Linked DNA regions of Sus scrofa: regions 1 and 3 are each linked to region 2. The links are chromatin contacts, called in public Hi-C and HiChIP or PLAC-seq maps. All regions are on one chromosome and are shown on one strand. The core of a region is the stretch at or near the end of the contact, and the rest is flanking DNA. Distances in the headings are between cores, read along the strand shown. Region 1 holds the start of NAA15 (N-alpha-acetyltransferase 15, NatA auxiliary subunit). Region 2 holds the start of NOCT (nocturnin). Region 3 has its middle 16 kb from the start of ELF2.

The links. Hi-C and Micro-C count contacts between places; a contact is called where the count stands out from the background. HiChIP or PLAC-seq counts read pairs in DNA pulled down with a chosen protein or histone mark.
Region 1: an H3K27ac HiChIP or PLAC-seq map of alveolar macrophages shows a contact between it and region 2. The contact joins the promoter of NAA15 here to the promoter of NOCT in region 2. A contact is called at or near these places in 2 of 5 promoter capture datasets (fetal skeletal muscle and liver), 15 of 47 Hi-C or Micro-C datasets (alveolar macrophages, blood, embryonic fibroblasts and 9 more) and 2 of 2 datasets of contacts at active chromatin or transcription factors (alveolar macrophages and skeletal muscle).
Region 3: a contact with region 2 is called in a Hi-C map of mesenteric adipose tissue, with 2.1 times the contacts expected there. The contact joins the enhancer-like site here to the promoter of NOCT in region 2. A contact is called at or near these places in 1 of 5 promoter capture datasets (liver), 21 of 47 Hi-C or Micro-C datasets (adipose tissue, alveolar macrophages, blood and 12 more) and 1 of 2 datasets of contacts at active chromatin or transcription factors (skeletal muscle).

The regions. Positions count from the first base shown.
Region 1 is chr8:87,689,107-87,693,036 of Sscrofa11.1, forward strand. NAA15 (N-alpha-acetyltransferase 15, NatA auxiliary subunit) reads right to left here and starts at 2,207. Exons shown (of 20, transcript XM_003129186.6): 1 at 1,807-2,207. The coding sequence starts at 1,860.
Region 2 is chr8:87,907,565-87,911,141 of Sscrofa11.1, forward strand. NOCT (nocturnin) reads right to left here and starts at 1,667. Exons shown (of 3, transcript XM_003129187.4): 1 at 1,289-1,667. The coding sequence starts at 1,478.
Region 3 is chr8:87,756,966-87,760,887 of Sscrofa11.1, forward strand. No RefSeq gene overlaps it. Among named protein-coding and RNA genes, the nearest start is that of ELF2, 16 kb to the right of the region's middle. Within about 2 kb of position 2,441, at least 32 of the 83 cell types and tissues checked have an H3K27ac peak or open chromatin away from gene starts, as enhancers often do. A contact at or near this core is called in adipose tissue, alveolar macrophages, liver and 4 more, where this site is marked.

The DNA of each region.
Region 1 (3,930 bases), core at 957-3,456, 220 kb before region 2:
AAAATAAGCATTGGGGAAGGAATATTAAATACAAAAAACTGCTGGAGTTCCCGTCGTGGCACAGTGGTTAACGAATCCGACTAGGAACCATGAGGTTGCGGGTTTGGTCCCTGGTCTTGCTCAGTGGGTTAAGGATCCGGCGTTGCCGTGAGCTGTGGTGTAGGTTGCAAACACGGCTGGGATCCCGCGTTGCTGTCGCTCTGGCATAGGCCGGTGGCTACAGCTCCGATTCGACCCCTAGCCTGGGAACCTCCATGTGCAGTGGGAGCGGCCCTAGAAAAGGCAAAAAGACCAAAAAAAAACACACCCAAAAAACTGCTATCCTAAAACTATGTTACAGCCAAACCCACACACCAATTAGTTCTTTAAAAAGGTTCAAAAGTAAACAAACTGTTCTGATAAAACTGTGCTATAGTCCCACCTATACTCCCATTAGTCTCAAAACCAAAAACTCGCATTAAGGACTTCAAGGTAATTAAGAGTTACATGGTATTGGATTGACTTCCTCATGTTTTCCACACGAATTGACTAAATCTGTAAGCATGTGGATATTTTTGTAAAATCAAAGTTAGTTCAACATGGACTACCTTCCTAGGTCTAGCAAACGTGGATCCCCAGAGTTGTTATACTTTTCAAACAAATGTAATAAATTTAAATTACCAGAGGAAAAAACTAACACTTTCACACACACACTCCAAATCCTAAATCTTAAATTTGGCAAATGCAGTTTCCCTGAAAGCGGCAACCCACATGGTAAATGCCAAACAAAAAAAGTGCTACAATGTATTAACTATAGCATCAAAGTTGTAAGATAAATTTTACAACGTAAACAGTCCTCTAAACATGGCTGCATTTATGGTATTTAATAAATACAAACTACACACATTTGAAATGCAAGTAACTATCTAGCCTGAGCTAGTATCAGAAAGATCCATTCCAGAAGTTCTCTTTGCTGCCTATTTCTTGCATCAGTGTTAATACAGTTCAATCCACAAGAAAACCTGGGTCTAGAACTTCTCAACTAAAAGCTCTTAACTTTTCACTTCCTACTGGACCGCCCCCTCGCAACGCGCCCCACCTCCCTAGGAGGGTGATGGGGTGGGGCTGTTTCCCGCTCGGAAACTAAGAAATAAATGTCTCTTCCCTACTTCAGAAAAGAGGGAATGAGAGAGGCCGAGAAGCTGCAGACTCAAGCAAGCTACTGACTACAAGAAGATAGTCATTTAGAAAGCTCCTTTTCCTCTTCTTAACTCCTTTTTTCCTTCCCTCCTTCCAGGCCGTTCTGTGTCTCCAAGTCGGGCGGGGACAGGTGAATCCCAAGAGGAAAGGAAGAGGGAGGGACGGACGATGGAGGGAGAGTCGCGCTTGGGCAATGAATGAGCTGCGCTGCATCCGCACCACCTGTTCCTTCCAAGGGTGCCACTTCGGCCTGCCAGCATGGTTCCCGCACCACCCGAGCCACCACTCCTGCCTGTGCTGCCCACTTCCCTGCTAAAGACCAGGCCTCTCCTCTCTCCGTTCGGGGAGAATGAAAACCGGCAGTCTAGAAATTAGGAGAACGAGGCCTACTCCGGAACCACGGCCTCCGAAACGTGAGGACGAAAGGAGGAAGACTGTGGTCCCTGGCGCGCGAGCCCAAGTGGGAACCAAAAGAAGGGAACGAAGGAGTGCATTCGGCCTGACTAGGAGTACGAAGGCGGGGTCCCGGGCGGGGGTGGCCTGGTGCCCGGCGGGCCGAGGTTAGAGGTGACAGGCCCGTGTACCGGCTAAATCCTCCACACTGCTTGCCCAGAGCCTCACACTTACCAAGATCCGCTTGAAGAGCGCGTTCTCCTTGGGCGGGAGGCTCACGGCCGGCATCGTTCCGGCTCCTCCCGCTGCTCCCGCCACCGCCCGGCTCGGTCAGTCTGCTTGTCCGACCGCCGCCGCCGTCGTTCCCTGGCTGCTTCAGCCTTGACTGCCCCGATCCACCGCCGCCACCAGGCCTCGGGTCACCGCGTCGCCCAACCTCGACACCCCTTCCCCTCGTAGTCTTTTTTCCTTTCTCACTTAACGCTACCACCGCTTTCCCCCCCCCCTTACGGGTCTCCGTCGGCGGTTCACGTGGTAACTGAACAGACCGACAGAGGCAGCCAAAATGGCGGACGCGGAGGGCTTTCCCACCCGGGTCACACCTCCTAGTACGCAGGCGCGATGACCTCCTTTCCCCACCCCTTGGTCCTGAAGCTTGCTGGGAAACCTGGAGCTGGCGGCTGGCCGGGGCCGGGAGGGTAGCGGCAAGCCCCGCCCACCCTTTCAGGTCCCAGCGTAGGAGGCGCGGGGGAAGCGAGGGGAGAGTAGCCAGCTGCTGTTCCCATCGCCTCCTCATCAAAAATAGCCTTTCTACTCCTCCTTGCTAAATTGGCCTTTCATTCATTGCGTAGAGGCTCCCTGTGCGTATAATCATAGTTTGAGCCTAAAGTGCTAAAATGTCGGTGTCCAAGAAGCGCCGTGTTTCCGGATGAAGTGCCAATTAGGTACCAGAGGCGAAGGAGAAATGAAGGCTTCACCCCAGTGGGTATTTGTAAATAGATATAGAGAAGATGGAGCTTAATGGAGTCTGAAAAGCGTGAAAGAGTTAACCAATTAAATGGGCCTGGCTGGGTATCGGTGATTTACTTTTACTACTTTAAGAGGACCCTGAAAGATAGCCAGACCCTGAAGTGCCATATTTGCACTGCTAAAGAAACATTTGAAGGTTAGAGTGTGTGTTTTTATTTTATCATTGAGTTCATGCAATGCAGTGTTGAGGACTGTATGAGTCACCTTGGGATAGTGAAGCATTCAAGGTCACTGACGCCCTTAGAGCTGGTATCAAGCTAGTGCTTAGCATTGTGACTCCCCTTCATTAGAAATCCTGAAATCTTAGGAAGCTGAAGAGTATCTGGCAAAGATAATAGAGAACTGCTGCAGTAAGCAAGGTCAGACTAGATACCGAATAGAGCCTCTTACAATTTCACTCACAATCAAGGTAAAACTATTTTAAAAATGGCAGTCTATTAATGACTGCAAATCATCACATATGAGCTATTTTTTACCCTTGGTTGTTTGCGATTATCTCTTTCCAGATCATGAATTCTATCAGCCGTAGCATTCTTTGTGTCATGCATCATTAAATAATATACACAATAGTTTTGATCTTTTAATCATATTTACACAAATACTTTACCCTCCTCAGCTTGCTCTTTAATCCTCCGTGGAAGGTGTGAGTTGAGCAACACATTTACCCATGGAAAAATCTGAGACTATTGCTTGGATTTTTGAGTACCCTCTCCTTTTGCCTGGGTCATAAGTAAGGCTTTAGCAGTCAAATCTGGAATTTCCTCAAATTCTCTGATCTCTTTAAAAGTTTCATGAAACAACTGCCTCTGAGTTTTGAAGTATGGTTTTCAGGGTTTTTTTAAACTTTAGCTTTCTAAAAAAATAATAAGACCCAAAACAAATTTAGAATCCATAAAAACGGTTATTTAGTGATAACCTTCAAACTTCACTGCACCTCAACAGATCTTTCAATTATCTGAACTATTAAAATATAGAAATACCGTCTAACTTAAGATAATAATTTTAACTTAGCTACCAACTGGGGTTTCCAAATCTCTAGCTTTATACCCAAAAGCCCCTGTAGCAATATTATTTGCTATGGTTTCCGAAATTTCTCCTGTAAATAATACGCTATTTTCACCTTGGGGGAAGAAAATTTATGTTCTTGAAACAAACAGTAGTTTCCACCAGGAGCTGAGTAACTGAATAGATGAACCAGCAATATGGTTTGGCTACTATGTTCTTTTTGGCTGATAACAAATAAATAGCAGTATTTAACACTCAGTGAATACTAGTCTGATTCAACATTTACGTGAGTCTTGTCCCAGTTAAAGTGCACCTACAGATAGC
Region 2 (3,577 bases), core at 417-2,916:
ATATAAATCGCATTCATGAATTCCTTCCAACAAGTTGCTAAAGCGAAAACTGAATGAATCCAGAAAATTGCCTAGCTCTTATAGTAGTAATTATCTACAATAATGTCTTTCAATTTCTTTATTTGTAATACCACGGGATATCAGAGAACTTCTAGAAAGTTCATTAAACACCTGCGTCAAAAGCCCAAGATCCCAAATGTTGTGACCTTTCTTCCCCAGCTAACAGCACAGCTATCTGTCTGTATTACACAAACTATCTGTAGTCCCAGAATGAACCTACTGACTAACTCTGCCTCTGAAGGACTCAGAGAGAATTTAAGGTAAGAGGTTAAGATATGAGATATGATCCAGGAGACACCAACTGGTTTTCTTTAATTTCTCCCACCTCCAACCTAACAATGTTCCTCTTGAAGATTCCCAGCAAGAAAAAAACACCAGCAGTTATTAGGTGGTATCCATTCTAACAGTAATTTCACAATGTGCCAAATTCCTATAGAACCGGGAAAGAAGATCTCAGTGACTGTCAAGTGCATCTCTTTACACTTTTTTCGGTGTGATAAAATTGCCAGGTTTGAAACAGAAGCTTTATTCCTAAAAGTATGAGTAATCTGTATGTAAATTGTGGCCGCCCTAATGAGTCCTCAGGCTGAAACCAAGGTGGCAAAATAGGGGAAGTCCAGAGCACGTGACACGGAAAACTGACTCTCTGAAAACGGATGGCATCACCTTTACACGATCTTAACCCAGGTATACAGGACGCAAAATGACATAAATATTAAGAGTGGAAGTCTCCGAACAATTTTCAAATAAATGTAAAAAGAGTCAATGCGCAAGTGATTCTTTTGTAACATAGTTAGCATGACATTTAAAAAAATTCAGAGCATCTAAGTCGTACAGGCCATATGATCCAATGAGTGTTTTTTCTTTTGCATAAAATGTTTCATCACGATTAGAAGTAAAACCAACAGAAATCATCTGCGGCCTCGGAAGGGGGAAGCTTAACCTAGGTCAAGAGCGAGAAATACTGAAAGCGCGGCATGCGACGATAAACGGGAAGCTACCACCGGGTTCCAGCTCTTACCGGACGTGCAAGCCCCAGGCCAGGGAAGGCGAGGGCAGAGGGGCAAAGAGTAGCGGAGACCGCGGCTCAGCGAGAGGAGGACACGCTTCCCCGTCGGACCCCACCGCCCGGCAGCCCCCGGCTTCTCATTCATTCCGCGCGGTCTCCAGGTGGCGGCCGCGCGTTGGCCGCCGCCGCGTTCTCCGCCCGGAACCACCGTGCACTCACCTGTTCGGGACGACGACCTCGCGGCGCCCTGGGCCGCAGAGACCGCCGCCAGGAGCCGGGGGGATGCGGGCCTGGGGCCGGCGGCGGGCGGGGGCGAGCGGCGGCGCGGCGGCGGGCCGGGCGGGCGGCGCAGGCCGGGCGCGTCCCTCTGCAGCAGGGCGGAGCAGAGCCGCCGCGGGCTCTGAAACATGCCGGGCGCCGCTGCCACAACCGCCGCGGCTCCTCGCGCGCCCACAGATCCTCGGGGCCCGGCCGAGCCGAGCCGACTCTCGGGTCAGTCCAAGCAGAGATGCCCCGGCTCCTTCTCGCGCAACCGCGGCTCGGCGGAAAGTCCTGGACCTCGAGCCGGAGACGGAGAGGTGGCAGCAGCTGCTACGAGGCGGAGCCGCTGTCTGCCGCGGGCCGGCGAGAGCTGGAGGATAACCGGCCAGAGCCGCGAGCTGACAAAGTGGGCGCTACCAAGCGGGACCGGCAGAGGGGGATCCGCGGGACCGGAGCCCAGAGCGACCAGGGTGGGACTCCCAGAACCGGTGTGATATTGCTTCGACAGGAAGAAGAGCTTAAGGTGTTTATTGGATGGAGGCCGTGGGAGGCCCAAAGTAACAAGTGATTCTTTGGTGCGATTTTAAAGAAATGTATCTCCCCTTCCGCTGGCTGTAGTAGAAACGCCCACAGGCTGGGAGTCCCGAGACCTTTCCAAGGCTCTGGCCCTGGGGACACGTGTGTGTCCGAGTGGAAGGTAGCATTTGTGTGTACGTGTGAGAGTACATGTGAATCCGGCAAAGGGCGTATGCCTCCGGCCCTTTCGGGAGGATATACTGCGTTAAACGAAATTAAGCATGATAGGACCCGGAGTGTGTGCGAGGGCGGTGCTAAGACAACATCCCTCTCCTCAAGGATGTGATACTCAGGCAAAGGGGGCCGAAGGTAGCAAGAGAAATCAGACCTTAAAGCTCAACAAGGCAGATTAAGATCAGTGTCACAAGTTTCCGCAAGGCTGGTGATAGAAGTCATAAACAGGCCTGGGATTTCTAGATGGGCTTTGAGGTCTAAGATTTACACTTGTGGAAATTGGGTGGGAAGTGGTGATGATTTACACATGAAGGAAGAGAATAAAGAGAAAGCCCTAAGTGTATTTGGAGGAACAGTTCTTAGTTCTATAGGATGGAAGGTAAGGAGTAAGAAGACAGATGCTTGGATAGGTTATATAACCTCTGCCTATGGAAGGCAGAGATGAGACTACATCTAATATGGTAGGAAATTGTGAGCTGAGCAAGGATATATCTTAGGACCGTGCTTTTTCCCTCTCTTTTCTTTTTCTTTCCTCCCTCCTTTCTTTTCTTTTCTTTTCTTTCTTTTCTTTCTACCCCACCCCCACCCCACGAATCTTACTGAGCCACAGCAGTGGCAACTGTGGGATGCTAAACCCCTAGGCCATGGGAAACCCCAGCCTGACTTTAATTGGAGGTCATGTATCTCAGGGGACATGGAAAGGCAGGAGAGAGTAGACCCATGGATACGAAAGATAGTCTAGACCTGTATCTGGTACTGGAAAAGAATGAATGGAAGAAACAGCTCAGATAGATTGCGCAGAGAACAATGACTAATCAGTAAGGGAAGAGTGGTGGTTGCCAAGACTGGATTCCTCTCTGAATGACTTATGAATGAGAAATGTTTTCTTGTTGGATTTCCCATGATTTTGCTGGTTCTTCTGTCTTGTGGAATTGGAAGCTTTTCATTACCAAGGATATTCAAAACATTTTTGAGACCTGGGCTGTATATCTGAACCCAGAGGGTGTGGAGGCGTCAGCTGGCTCAAGTTGATCCTAACTCCTGGGAGACAGGCTTCTTGGCAAATTAGTAAATCTTCTGTTTCCTTATCTATAAAAACAGGTAGAATCATACCTTAGTCATTAGGTGAAATAAAAGGCAATGAGAAAATTTGTCAATAAAAAGCATTTTGCAAATATATCAAAATTTTGAATTAGAATCCAGGGTCTATAGGAGTTCACTTACAATTGTTTTTCTTTTCCATATGTTTGGATATATTCAAAATAAAGTGCTGAAAGTACTATTCGAATATAAACTGTCATTTTTTATTTTTTAAAAGTTTTATTGAAGTATAGTTGATTTACAATGATGTGATGATTTCTGCTGTACAAAAGAGTGATTTAGTTATACATATACACATAGTCATTCTTTTTCAAATTCTTTTCCCATATAGGTTATCACAGAACATTTAGTTCCCTGTGCTATAAAGCATATCCCAGCTGCCGATCCATTCCATAA
Region 3 (3,922 bases), core at 1,191-3,690, 150 kb before region 2:
CAGGGAACAAAAACAGAGTAGAATCACTTGGAGATTCAGTGATGATGCTTACTGGGCTCAAAAAAGAGAAGAGGAAGGATAGATGTGGCAGCTGTCAAATAGAGGGCTGGCATAGAGAAGACAAAATTAATTTTTTACTCCTATTATGTCCTTAAGAGAAGAACTAGACCAAATAATTATTGGTTATAGAGATGCAGCTTTCATATGAAATATAAGAACATTTTTTTTCTTTTACAGCCACACCTGCAACATATGGAATTCCCTGGGCTAGGGGTGAAATTGGAACTGTGGTCTATGCCACAGTCACCAAAACATGAGATCTGAGCCGCATCTGCAATGGATCTTTAACCTGCTGAGCCACAATAGGAACTCCAAGACAGAACTTTCTAACAATCATTAGTCTATAGCAACAGGATGGGTAGGAAGCTGCTGAGTAGGGTTGAGATAAAGGAGATGTAGAAAGTTGTATATCCAAGTGGGAAATTAGACTAGGAGGTCCAGGTAATTTTTAGAGCATGGCTTTGAACCCAGGGGACTCAATCTGTGCTCATAATAAAGAAACACATCTCAGAGTGCTCAACAATAGCCAGTCAGGCAGCCCAAGACCTTCAGCTTCAGACTCTCTCCCACTCCTGACTGTCAGTCTTATTTCTGATATATTTGTTTTTTTCCTTCTTTAAAAATGATTTTTAAAGAATTCGCTGGTGCTCAGTGGTTTAGGGATCTGGCATTGTCACTGCTGTGGCGTGAGTTCAATCCCTGGCTCAGGAACTTCTGCATGTCGAGGATGATGCCAAAAGAAATTAATTAATTTAATTTAATTTATTTTTTTTTGTCTTTTGTCCTTTTAGGGCTTAACCCGAGGCATATGGAGGTTCCCAGGCTAGGGGTCCAATTGTAGCCGCCAGCCTACACCACAGCCACAGCAACACCAGATCTGAGCTGCGTCTGCGACCCACACCACAGCCCACAGGAATGCCAGATCCTTAACTCACTGATCAAGGCCAGGGACTGAACCCAAAACCCCATGGTTCCTAGTCAGATTCATTTCCATTGCCCCACAATGGGAAGTCCAGAACTTAAGTAATTTTCAACAAGGATTTTTTTTCTTTGCTTTTTAGGGCCACACCTGCAGCATATGGAAGTTCCCAGGGTAGGGGTTGAATTGGAGCTATAGTTGGCACCACAGCCACAGCAATACCAGATCCGCGTCTCATCTGTGGCCTACACCACAGCTCACAGCAATGCTGGATCCTCAACACACTTAGCAAGACCAGGGGTGAACCCTCATCCTCATGGATACTAGTCAGGTTCGTTTCCACTGAGCCACAACGGGAACTCCTAAAAAAAGGATATTTAAAGCAATATACATGTTCCCTGTAAACAGGTAAAATAATGCAGAAGTGTGTGGTTTAAAAACCCTGCAGGCTCCTTTCTACTCTCCATTTCAGTATTCTTTTTTGTTGTTGTTGTTGTTTTTGGCCATGCCTGCAGCATGCACAAGTTCCTGGGTCAGGGATTGAACCAGAGCCACAGAAGTGACAACAATGCTGGATCCTTAACTGCTAGGTCACCAGGAAATCCCCCCATTTTAGTATTCTTATACATAAGTGATTTGTCCTATCCATAGTATGGAATAATATAATGATTCACTCAATAATTATATTGGGTGTCTTTCAGTGTCAGTACACCTAGTGGGTGTCTGAAAACTTGGGAAATCAAGGGTACATTTATTTTATTTTTTTATTATGCTAAAATATTACCATTTTAACCATTATAGGGGTACAAGTCAGTGGCATTAAGTACATTCACAATGTTGTGCAACTGTGTCTACAAAGACAAATTTATTCTTAAACAGTATGTTCCAATTTCAAAATACATGCTCAATGCATTGTCTTCAACCTTTAAACACCTTTTCAGGTACATTTAAAGCAATGGGTCCAAATGTCAGTCTGAAAAAACTAAAAGGAATGGGCTATTTTTTCTGAGTTTCTAAGCCTTATAAACACTGTAGTGCCAGAGGCAGGCAGAGGTTAGAAAGGAGGTATTGCAGTCTTGGCTCCGACACTACCAAATGTATGAACTTCAGTACATCATTGTTTGACTCTCTTTTTTCCTACATCCTGGCGACCTCCAGAGAGCGCTATCCTAAAGTAAGAGACTAAATGCTTGCTTCCTATCTGAGCTATTTTGCCTACATAGCACTTCAGGTGAAACAAAGCCTGCGCTTCTCCTCACAGAGGACTGCCCCAGGAGCTGAAGCCGGAGACTTAAGGCATGGGGTCGGCCGGCTGCATCTGCCCAGAATAGTATGCCACAATAAGAGCTGACAAACTGACTCAAAACAAAATATCTCTTTGGGGAATTATAAATGCTAGATACACCAAAAAGAACATGAGTCATTTTAGCTAAGATCACTGCTGTGAGTAAAAGTCCTGGTTCCTGTAGTTCCTTTTACGCAATCTCCTGAAGTAGGAGCAGCTGGATGAGTCAACTTCCAGAGCTACCTTCCTTTCTTGTCACCCCAAGTTCCCACATATACTTGCAACACTTCCTCTCATTGAATGTAATCCCTGTGTGTGATCCTTTTTTTTTTTTTTTTTCTCTTTTTAGGGCCACATCCATGGCATATGGAGGTTCCCAGGCTAGGGGTCCAATCAGAGCAGTAGCTGCCTGCCTACGCCACAGCCACAGCAACTTGGGATCCAAGCCACGTCTTTGACCTACATCACAGCTCTCAGCAGATCCTTAACCCACTGTGTAAGGCCAGGGATCAAACGTGCATCCTCATGGATACTAGTTGGGTTTGTTACCCTTGAGCCATAATGGGAACTCCTGTTCCTTTAATCTGAAACAAGCTACCTAAATTGGAGCACATTATTATTATAACAAAAATCTTATTTGGAACAGGTGGAAGCAAACCTAATGTCTATCAACTGGTAAAAGGACAAACTAAATGTGGCACATACAGAGAGCAGAATATTAGCCAGCTTTAGAAAGGAAGGAAATCTTGTCACGTGCTACAACATGGATGAACCATGAGGACATTATGCCAAGTGAGATGAGCCAGTCACAAGAGAGACATAAAGCAATCAAATGCACAAAAACAGAAAGTAGAGTGGTGGTCGTCAGTGGCTAGGAGAGGGAGGGGGAAATAGAAGTTGTTGACTGGGTACAGGCTTTCAGTTTTGCTACCTGAAAAGTTTTGGAGCTCTATATACAACAATGAGAATATACTTAACACTACCGAACCGTACATTTAAAAGTAGTTATTGCACTAAATTTTGTGTTATGTATTTATCACTGCAATTTAAACTTTATTTTTATTTTATTTTTTTGCTTTTTTTAGGGCCAAACCTGTGGTGTATGGAGGTTCCCAGGCTAGGGGTCCAATCAGAGCTTCGGCTGCTGGCCTCCATCACAGCCACTGCAACATCAGATCCGAGCCTCAACTGAGACCTACACCACAGCTCACAGCAACACCAGAGCCTTAACCCACTGAGTGAGGCCAGGGATCAAACTCGAAACCTCATGGTTCCTAGTTGGATTCGTTTCCGCTGCGCCACGATGGGATCCCTAAACTTTATTTTAAAAAAATCTTACATAGGCCATTCAGCTTCAGGGACCATTTGATTTCACTACAGCTGAAACTTTTCTCCTTACACATCTGAATCATGATGGTTTGTAAGGTGTCTCTAAGCCTTTGGGGTCAATTATAGTGGTTACATTGCTGCTAAACTTTTTTATAACAAACAGAACCTTTTACTGTGCCAAATATCAATTTCGGTTTCCAAATGGTTTCATTTTCAAATCCAAAAGGGATTGTTTAATTTTATATTTGTTAGTAACACATTTTGCTTTACAGTCTAAAACCATTTTACATATTATCTCATTTGATCCTCATAACAACGAACCTTGGGGA